Regions from separate parts of the Urocitellus parryii genome. Here region 2 is linked to region 1. A link is a contact called in public Hi-C data. All regions are on one chromosome and are shown on one strand. The core of a region is the stretch at or near the end of the contact, and the rest is flanking DNA. Distances in the headings are between cores, read along the strand shown. Region 1 holds the start of Znf157 (zinc finger protein 157). Region 2 holds the start of Uba1 (ubiquitin like modifier activating enzyme 1).

The links. Hi-C and Micro-C count contacts between places; a contact is called where the count stands out from the background.
Region 2: a Hi-C map of muscle shows a contact between it and region 1, with 8 times the contacts expected there. The contact joins the promoter of Uba1 here to the promoter of Znf157 in region 1. A contact is called at or near these places in 2 of 2 Hi-C or Micro-C datasets (liver and muscle).

Annotation. Positions count from the first base shown.
Region 1 is chrX:92,520,924-92,526,376 of mUroPar1.hap1, reverse strand. Znf157 (zinc finger protein 157) reads left to right here and starts at 2,683. Exons shown (of 5, transcript XM_077793963.1): 1 at 2,683-2,729; 2 at 5,026-5,213. The coding sequence starts at 5,094.
Region 2 is chrX:92,679,320-92,684,772 of mUroPar1.hap1, reverse strand. It overlaps Uba1 (ubiquitin like modifier activating enzyme 1), which reads left to right and starts at 3,388. Exons shown (of 26, transcript XM_026413735.2): 1 at 3,388-3,492.

The DNA of each region.
Region 1 (5,453 bases), core at 1,434-3,933:
GTTATATCCCTACCACAGAACAAAAAAGCCATCTGAATGGCCTTATGACATAGTGGCTGGTTTACCCTGGAATGGGGATATGAGAGAGAGAGAAAGAGAGATACAGACCTAGGCTGATGTATCATAATTTCTGACCTTGAGACCTGGGGCCTCCATTAACTATGCCAAGTCTATATTCTAAGAAAATATTAATTTTTCACCAGGTGCCTTGGCACACACCTGTAATCCCAGTGACTCGGGAGGCTAGGATAGAAGGATCACAAGTTCAAAGCCAGCCTCAGCAACAGAGAGGTACTAAGCAACTCAGTAAGACCCTGTCTCTAAATAAAATACAAAATAGGGCTGGGGATACAGTTCAGTGGTTGAGTGTCCCTGAATTCAATTCCCAGTACCAAAAAAGAAAAGAAAATATTAATTTTTCCATCATCAGTCTCCCTGGTTTTGTCTATAAATTTCTGTTAATGATTTTTCCAGAAATCATTTTTCCAGAAACCATCTTGTTTCATAGGTAGCAAACATAGGCCTGTAAGAAGTCTTCTAGTATGAATACATTTTTACTGTTAATGGCTCTCTGGGCCAGTTCCTTACCCTGAGCTTCTGTTAGTTTAAAAACATCATTGTCCCTCTGGTTTGAACTTTAACTCAGGCATTTGTTAAAGTGATGGGTTTGGATATCTAATCAGAAGGACTTTGATGGTAGAAGAATTAACCCTGGCTCCATAGTTGAGATTTAGAACACAGAGGCTTTGAGAGGGATTGTTAGTGGAAAACTAATAGATATCCAGTCTCTCAATTTATAAAAGAAGAGTTAGCAAGCAGAAGTATGGTAGTCAGCCTTTTGTTACTTTGGCAAATATTTAGAAAAACAACTTAGAGGAGGAAAGATATATTTTGGCTTACAGGTACAAAGGTTTCAGGGGTGACCAGGGCACGACCCAAGTGACCTGATTCCTTCAACTAGTTTCCACTTCACAGTAGTCCATTCAGCCATCAATGGATTAATCCACTAATGAGGTCAGAACTCTCATGATCTTGTTATTCCCCCAAAGCCTCACTTCTGAGCACATGCAAATTTGGATGGTCATTCCAGATTCAAACCATAACAAGAAGCTTGGATTTGGCTTGTTACAGTGGTACAAGCCTGTAATCCCAGCAACTCAGGAGACTAAGGCAGGAGGATCACAATTTGTGGCCAATAAAATGGCCTGGGGGCATGGCTTAGTGGTAGAGTGCTTATGAATTCAATCCTCACACACACACACACACACACACACACACAGAGAAGTTTGGATTCAAAATGAAAATGCAGGAATCATTGATAGACATAGGTGTTGGGGAGTTAATAGATTTTTTTTTTCTTGTACTGGGGATTGGACCCAGGGCACTTAACCACTAAGCCACATCCCTCCCCTTTTAAAAAATACTTTATTTTGAGACAGGGTCTCTCTGAGTTGCTTAGGGTCTTGCTAATTTGCTGAGGCTGGCTTTAAACTCACTATCCTCCTCCTTCAGCCTCCAGAGCCTCTGGAATTACAGGTGTGTGCCACTGCGCCTAGCCTGATCCATGTTTAAGATCAGTTTACAGAGGCATTGGTGGTGGATGAGTTAACAGAGTCCAGGGTTTGAGATGTTGAGCAGAAGTCACAACAATAATGAGTTTGGGGAATTTTTGTAGAAGTGTATGCCTTATAGCAGTATTCTCACAGATGTCATTGTCTTTCTTTCAACTCACCAATACTGCAAGATGGACAAAGAAAGTGGGGGTAATGATGAGCTACGGCCCAGAGAGAGGATTTAGATGTCTTTAGGGTGCTAGTTATCCATACCCAAGCTAAGCCATAACCTACCTGCTGGTTCTGAAACAACTTCAGCAGGGAAAATATCCCCCTACCTCTAATCAGGGAAGGCTTCCTGGAGGAGTATATATTTGGACTAGGTTTGGAAAAATGTGTAGGAGTTCACATATAAAGAAAATCCATAATTCACTAGCAGCTTCTGAATTTACATACAGGAGATGCTAATCAGCTGTATCTTGTTGGCAGCAAGAGGAGGAGATATGTCCTTGGAGGTACATTTCACCAAAAGTATCCTTATAACGTTTACTAAACATTTTTCTATTGAGAGTTTGTTGAAAAACCTTAGTTGTCCATGTGGAAGACTATTATTTTTATTATTCCTGGCTACCATCCTCTTATCTGGATAATGGAAATTGAGGGGGATTCAAGTCCCCTCTACGGCAATTGTGGCACATTAAGAGGAGACTTATCACCCTAATTCTCCCCCCCTCCGGTCTTCTCCAATGGTATCGCCCATGAGGGAACCTGTGCCGCTTTAACCTGACTTCTCCTCCTCATCCCAGTGGTAGCGCCAAGAAGAGGATTGTACCATCCTGAGTCCTTTTCCCTCTTGCTCAATGTATCTACTTAAGAGCTAAGGGTACACCTCCCTATGCTCCCGGAAGGAAAGGCAACTTTGTTTTGCTAAACTTTGTACTGATCTACAGAATCCATTTCCAAAGTCCAGCGTCTACCGGAAGCTTGCCTTCGCCAAGCTTCTACACCTGAACACCCCCGTTGATCCCGCCTTCTGTGGAACAGCCCGCTGTACGGAATTGGGCGCAAATATGGCGGCTCTCATGGAGAGAAGCCCTAGCGCGGCCATGTTGATGTCCTGATAACGCCATTCACGGCCAAAGTCTCTGCCGATCCGTAACAACACCTTGTTCAAGTGTGAGTAGACTGCAACCTCTCAGCCCTTATGATTGGGTGCAAAACCAACAGTCCTAGAAGGTGCAGTGTCTGGGGTGAGGACAGGAAACGGAAATGGTCCTCAGAGGCCATTTAAGTCTCGGCGCGTGGCACTAAAGCCAGTGCATGAGGGTATATGGCGTGACAGTCTCTCAGGTGGTTTTGAGGTGATGGCTTTGTTGTATTTTGGGAAGGATAAATTGGAAGGTTTTGTGTGCCAGTTGCTGGTGAATTAAAGAACCCAGTGAATGAGAGTCTGTGGGGGTCAAGGTTAGGAGCCTCTGGGGTAGTCTGCTTTCAGCTCCCTTGAAGCATCATTTTTTTTTTAAATTAATTTATTGATTTTTTATTGGTTGTTCACAACATTACAAAGCTCTTGACATATCATATTTCATACAATAGATTGAAGAGGGTTATGAAGCATCATTTTTTAAAATTGTTTTTTCTCTTCCTGGAGATTGAACCCAGGGCGCTTTACCACTGAGCTACGTCCCCAGCCCTTTTTATTTTTATTTTATTTTATTTAAATTTTGAGCTACAGCCTCACCACCTTGTAGATACTGGCCTTAAAATTTTGATCTTCCTGCCTCAGTCTCCCCCATCTCTGGGATTACAGATGTGCAGCCATATTTTGTCCAAATTTCTAAACCATTTTAATTGTATAGGCCCAACTCCTCTAACAAGTTTATTCTTAGATGTTATATGTTTCCTGCTATTATAATTATTAATAGATTTTTCTTCCATTTCCATTTGCTCATTGCTATTATAGGGAAAAAGTATCTGCTGTTATCATTTTATCTCGAATCCAGCCCCTTTTCACTGTACCTTGTGAATCCTAGTAACCCTTTAGCAGTCTGGTAAGTTTTGAATGTATAAAATCAAATCACTGGCAAAGAAAGCTACATTTTCATTTCTTAATATTTACTCTATTTCATCTAGAGCTCACAAAACAATTTTTGAGACATAGCAGGAGTCTATCTTTGTGTGTGTGTGTGTGTGTCTGTCTGTCCTAGGGATTGAATTCCATGGTGCTTTACCACTGAGCTACATCCCCAGCCTCTTTTATTTTTTATTTTGAGACAAGTTCTAAGTTGCTGAGGCTGGCCTCCTGCTTGTGATCCTCCTGCCTCAGTCTCCTCAGTTGCTGGGATTACCTCTTTTTCTTTTTTGTTTTTGTGATGCAGGAGTGGAACCCAGGGTCTCACATATGCTAAGCATGCATTCTACACCTTCAGCCCTTTTTACTAATTTCAATGGCAATAGTTCCATTTACTTTTTGGTATAATATTTCAGGGCTATGTTTCAATTTCATAAGTAATTTTTGTGATATTTAACTTATTTTCTTCTCTAATTTTAGTCTGAGCTTTTATTAGTAATGGCTGTTGAACTGTGTTAGATGCCTTTGGGGTATAAATTAGTAGCAGCATGTCACCCCTAATTTGCTGATGTAATACATAACAGTATTAATGTTTACCATCTTCTGGAAAGGAGAGACTCAAACTCTCCTGTAGAAGAATTTTTAAGAGAGTTTTTAAAACATTTTTTCCAGTTGGTGTGGTGATGCACACCTGGAATCCTAGTAATATGGGGGGCTGAGGCAGGAGGATTTCAAATTTGAGGCCAACCCCAGCAATTTAGCAAGACCTTGTCTCAAAATAAAATAAAAAGTCTGGGGATGCACCTGTAATCCCAGCCGTTTGGGAGGCTGAAGCAGAGGGATCAGGAGTTCAAATCCAGGCTCAGCAGTGGCAAGTCGCTAAGCAACTCAGTGAGACCCTGTCTCTGAATAAAATGCAAAAAAGGACTGGGAATGTGAGTCAATTGGTCGAATTCCCCTAGAGTTCAACCCACGGTACAAAAAAAAAAAAAAATAGAGGGAGAAAGATTTTAAATGTTAAAATGGAAAAATAATAAAAAGTGGCAGAAGAGACTACCCATTCATTTTCACTGAGATTGCTAAGTCTCCTGTCTTCAGTCACCTACCAGGTCCCCAGGAACAAGTCCCTTCTCTACCTACCCTTTGGAGCTTCACCATTCTCTGCCCCACTTCTACCCTCCCTTCAAACCCAGATCTGGAATTGAAGAGTAGGCTGGCTTGTAGAGTGTGAAGCACCCTGTGGAGCCACTCAAGGATAAGGGACTCCAAGTCCATTAATTTGATCCCAGATTTCATTATCATTTTCATAATCCATGCTGAATAATACTCAGAATAGAGGTTGTTGAATTTTGTGGGATGAATGTGGAACAACACTGATGACATGGATACTGTCCCTTTTAGGATTTCTTGATGTCTCTGTGGAGCCATTGAGCCTTGTACCTTACTGGAGGCTGCAGAATTGTCTGCATATGGACATCTCCCCAGCTTTGGAAGGGGGACTGAGGTCCAGGATGAACATGCCAGCTAATGGGAAATCACCACAGAGGTTCCCTGCACAGATTCCAGGAGAACCTGGAAGACCATTTGAGGTAAGGAGGAGGAGCCTACTTTTTTTTTCTTTTTTAATATTTATTTTTTAGTTTTCGGCGGACACAACATCTTTGTTTGTATGTGGTGCTGAGGATCGAACCCAGTCCTCATGCATGCCAGGCGAGCGCGCCACAGCTTGAGCCACATCCCCAGCCCCTACTTTTTTCTATTTGCTATTTTCTTTCATTATTTCTCTAGTTTGTTTTTATTTTGAAATAATTATAGATTCAAATGCAATG
Region 2 (5,453 bases), core at 2,139-4,638, 160 kb before region 1:
AGTGTTTGCCTAGCATGTTTGAGGCACTGGGTTCTATCCCCAGCTCTGCAAAAAAAAGTCAAATAACACACAACGTAATTTCTATTTTGTGACTCCCTGTTTAAAACTGTTATGGCTCCCCACGGATCGGTTCTTAGACTAAAAGGCAGACATCTCAGCTGGCTTGCAATGCCCTGCCTGGCCTGGCCTTGCCTTTCCCAGACCTCATGTCATAATCCTTCTACTTTGTCTTTCCTCTTCAACTCTACAGATTTCTATGCTCTTCCGCAAAAATGCCAAGATGCACCTGGGCATGGTAGCGCACGCCTGTAATCCCAGCAGCTCAGGAGGCTGAGACACAGGTTTGTGAGTTCAAAGTCAACCTCAGCAAAAGTAAGGTGCTAAGAGAGACCCTGTCTCTGAAAAAAATACAAAATAGGGCTAGGGATGTGGATCAGTGGTCAAGTGCCCCTGGGTTCAATCCTTGGTAACCTCTCAAAAAAAAAAAAAAGTGCCAAGATGCTTCTAACATCAAGACTTTATGTACCTGATATTTCCTCTGCCGGAATGTTTTTCCTCTATGTTTCCACATGGCTCACTTCCTCACTTCTCACCAGACATTTCCTGACTACTTCAAATGGTTACCAGAAAGGTCTCTCTGAGGTGAGGCAAGGAATAAATAAGAAACCAATCTGAGGGAAAATTATTCTCCACGATTGTGAGGTTAGTCAGTCTCCTTGCTATAGGTCTTGCTATGTCACCAGTTCCCTGCACTTAGAAGGTGCTCAATATATCTTTTTCAAATGTGAAGGTCATTGAAAGGATGTGAGATAGAGAATTTGGGGTAAGGTGATAAAAGCACTTTGTGTTAAACACCTTTGCTCATCATCACATCAGTGAGGCCTTCTTTAATTTCCCCTTAACTTCCTCTTGCTCTATTTTTTCTCCATAGCATTTAGTAGTCATCATATATAGTGATATGCCAAATATTGTTTCCATCAACAGACTGCATATATGACAGTGGTCCAATGACATTAAAATGAAACTGGAAAATTCCTATTGCTCAGTCTTTCTTTCCTTCCTTCTTTCTCCCCACTCCTTCCTTTCTTTTTTATTTTTCTTTTTTATTTTTGGTACCAGGGATTAAATCCACAGGTGCTTAACCACCGAGCCACATCCCCAGCTCTTTTTTGTATTTTATTTAGAGACAGGTTCCCCTGAGTTGCTTAGGCCCTCGCTAAGTTGCTGACATTGGATTTGAACTCATGATCCTCTTGCTTCAGCCTCCAGAGAGTCACCAAGATTACAGACATGCACCACAGCACCTGGCTCCCTCCCTTTCTTTTTTTGCAAGTGCCAGGGACTGAATCCAGAGTCTCATGCATGCTAGACAAGGCAAATGCACAACCTTTGAACTACACCCTCAAACCCAAACCCAAGACCCCCAAAATCCTGATTCTTTTTTTTTAAAGAAGGGGTCTCATGCTGGGATGTAGCTCAGTGGCAAAGCGTCTGCCTTGCATTCCCAAAGCCCTGGGTTCGACCCCCGAGTTCCAGAAAAAACAAACAAAAAAAAAGAACCCCACCAAGAAGGGGTCTCAATGTATTGCCCAGGCAGGCTAAAAGCTGGGTCTAGAAGCGGGCACCACATGCATGGCTCTAAAATGCAGCATTCTGTTGCTATTTGTGTGCTTATGTGTGTGTGTGTGTGTGTGTGAGAGAGAGAGAGAGAGAGAGAGAGAGAGAGAGAGAGAGAGATTGGGGATTGACCCTAGGGCTTTGTACACGCTAGTCAAAATGCTATATTATGGGCTGGGGATGTGGCTCAAGCGGTAGCGCGCTTGCCTGGCATGCGTGTGGCCCGGGTTCGATCCTCAGCACCACATACCAACAAAGATGTTGTGTCCGCCGAGAACTAAAAAAAAATAAATAAATAAATATTAAAAATTAAAAAAAAATGCTATATTATCTAGTGCCTTTATTTTTATTTTATTTATTTTTATGTGGTGCTGTATCATTACTATGTTTAGATGCACAATACCATTGCATTACACTTGTCTACAGTATTCAGTACTGCAATGTGATGTACACATTTGTAGCCTAAGAGTAAAAGTTAAACCACAGATCCTAGGTATGTAGTAGGCTATACCATCTAGATTTATGTATGTTTATATCTTTGATGTTTATATCACATCATTAGGCAATGCAATGACTTTATATACAATACATAATTACTGTTACTTATATATATTTATACAATATATATTCACATATGAATTTATATATTTTTTTTACAGTGTTGAGGATTGAACCCAGTGCCTTGCACGTACAAAGGAAGTACTCCACCACTGAGCTACAACCCCAGCCCTCGAATACATAATATACACACTGAATTTACAGTAAGACATTCATCAGATACAAATGCATGTGAATTATTTACATATTGATACTAGCTATCACTTTATGCAAAACGTGGTCCTTATGTGTATTCTTTTTTTTTTTTTTAGTTGTAGATGAACACAATACCTTTATTTATTTTATGTGGTGCTGAGGATTGAACCCATGCCTCCCGCATTCAAGGCAAGCGCTCTATCATTGAACCACAAATGCAGACCTTTATGTGTATTTTTATTATATATAATTTATATTATAGATGTAACTTTTAGTGGTAGAGGGCTTGCCTAGAATACCAAGGTCTGAGTTTGTTCATCAGTACTGCAAACAAAAATCAAGCCCACCTAGAGACTTGTTTCGTCCCAGCTACTTGGGAGACTGAGGGAAGAGGGTCACTTGAGCCCAGTATTTTGAGACCAGCTTGGGCAACAGAAGGGAGACCCTATATTATAAAAAATAAAATAAGTGACTTATATTATATAATCACAGATACCTACTATGATACATATTTATATGTGAAACTATAATTTTTACTTATTTTTTATGTTTATGGTCTGTCTCACTCCAAAATGTTAGTTTCACGAAGGCAAGACTCCCCATCACTTGGCCCACAGTTTGAGCTCCATAAACGACAAATGAATGAACTCCTTTGGCTACCTGAGCCTCAGTCTCTCCATCTGTAGGATGGGTGTGCCTTTTAATCTGGAGGCACCATCACTTTCCGTTCCCTTTTCCCACAGCACAGAGTACGGCTCCCGGAAATCCTCAGCTCTTGCTTACATTTTCCCGAATTCTGCGCGCTGATACCCACCACGTGCACCAGGCACTGGCCAGACAGGACTACCAACCCCAGCATGCCACTCGCGTTTGGGACGTACCATAGCTTGTAGGGGTATCTGGATCTGAAACGGGCGCCAGAAGCACTGGAGCAGAGGCAAACACCCCTCTTGCCAAGCATCTGTGGTACATTCCAGACCGGGGGCCCTCTAAGGCCCCGCGCTTCCGACCTCCGCGCAAACTCTGGTTCTTCTTGCACGACGGAGGTGGTTTGCTCTTCCGTTGCCCCGTGGCTTCGGCTCATCTCCAAAAAGAAGGCGAGGCTTCCGCCCGGCACAGGGGGTGAGCTGGAGCACCTTTTCCCCAAGCCCCTTGGACAGCATTTGGAGGAGGGCGCCCCCCAAACCCAACTTTGGGGATCCCTTAATGGGTATATCTGGTGGCTACGGGCCCGGGGTGGCATTTGTGGGATGTCTGCTTTTGAGAAGACCCTTAGTAGGCGGCCTTTGGGGGACCCTGGGGTGGGATTTGGGAGTCAGTTTCGAGGAGTACCCCTCTGAGGCAGGCATAATTATACCCCTCGGAGGCAGGACTTAGGGGAGGCTAGGGGAGACTTAGGGTCTGTATATGTGTACTCGTCCGGCAGGATTTGGGGTGTTTCCTTGAGAGAGAGGAGGAGTTGAAGATTACTAACGTCTAGGCGAGGTTTGGGGAGGGCTTGTTTCAGGACAGGACCCGGTGACAGTGGGAACATTCGGGACCGACGTGGCATTGTGGAGGTATCTGTGGTCTTTGTGACCTCTGGTTCTATGATGAAGTCTCCGCGCCTGATGAGGTTACTCGGGACTGCGAGACTGGACACGTTGGGGCTCAGACCCAGGGAGAGGAGCCCCCCAGCTCAGGCTGGGAAAGAGACCGTCTGCTAGGCTCTTCCTGAGCGGACGTAGTGCTTCCCGGCCTTCGTTGGTCGCGGCTTTTTTCATTATTCATGAGGAGGTGGGGCTGTGGTGGGAAGCAGTTTTTGGTCTCTTTCGCACCTGGTTCGCCAGAGGTATCTGCTTGCGAATTATTCTCGAGGGGGCGGAACAGCGTTCAGAAGGGGCATGCTAAAGGGGTATTCCAAAGCCTGCCGAGCAAACTAGAGTTTATTGCTTATTTATACAAAAATCAATCGAGGTGAGTAGTGCCCGGAGTTTTCTGAGACTTTTCTAGGGGCACTGTGCCCAATTTATGAGGGGCGTGGTTTTCACAGCTTCATCTGCATGATCCGCGGTTAGATTTCTCTTATAGATTCCAGGATTTAAGCCCTGTGTCTGGTGAAGGATGAGGCCTCTGCATTTCCTTCCTTCTGGCCCAGTAATCCCAGATTATCAACCGAGCCTCTGGATTCAAATCTCATGGCTTCATGCTAGTTGTGTGATATTTAGCCAAACTTTGAATGAGCATGAAAAATGGGTATCTGGATAACGAGTATACGGATAAAATCGCTCATTTAGCGATTTTTTAAAAAAATATTTTTAGTTGTGGATGGACACAATACCTTTATTTATTTATATGCGGTGCTGAGGATGGAACCCACTGCCACACACGTGCAAGGCAAGCGCTCCACCATTGAGTTACAACCCCAGCCCTTAGTGACTTTATAAGTCCATTTTATCTTCAGAAAAATCCTAGGAGGTATGTTATTATTATCCCATTTTATAGATGAGAAAACTGGGACACAGGAAAGCTAAGTAATTTGCCTAAGATCACACAGTGGCCCAGCCAGGATTCAAACCCAGTCAGTCTAGTTCCTGAGTCTATAGTCTTAATAATCAAATGCTATAACATCCTTCCCCCAAGTTAATAGTAGCACCACTGCTGGGCACAGTGTTGTACACCTGTAGTCAGGCCACTAAGGAGGCCGGGGCTGGAGGATCACTTGCGCCCTGGTGAGATCAGCCTGGGCAATACCCTATTTTTTTTAAAGGAGACTACTATTGTTAGTTATATAGTATTTACTATGTATCAGTGTTCTAAACCCTTTCTACAAATTTAGGCATTTAAACTCCAGCCCAAGCCAGGCGCAGTGATGCACACCTGGTCCCAGCAACTCGGGAGACCAAGAGAATCTCAAGTTAGAGGCCAGCTTCAGCAATTTAGGGATACCCTGTCTTAAAATAGATAGAGGGCTGGGAATGTAGCTCAGTGGTAAAGTGCCCCTGGGTTCAATTCCCAGAACAAAAAAAGAAAGGGGGAAAGAGGAAAAAGAAACTCCAATGCAAGGTAAGTTACTGTTATTTTGATTTTCTGGATGGGGAAAT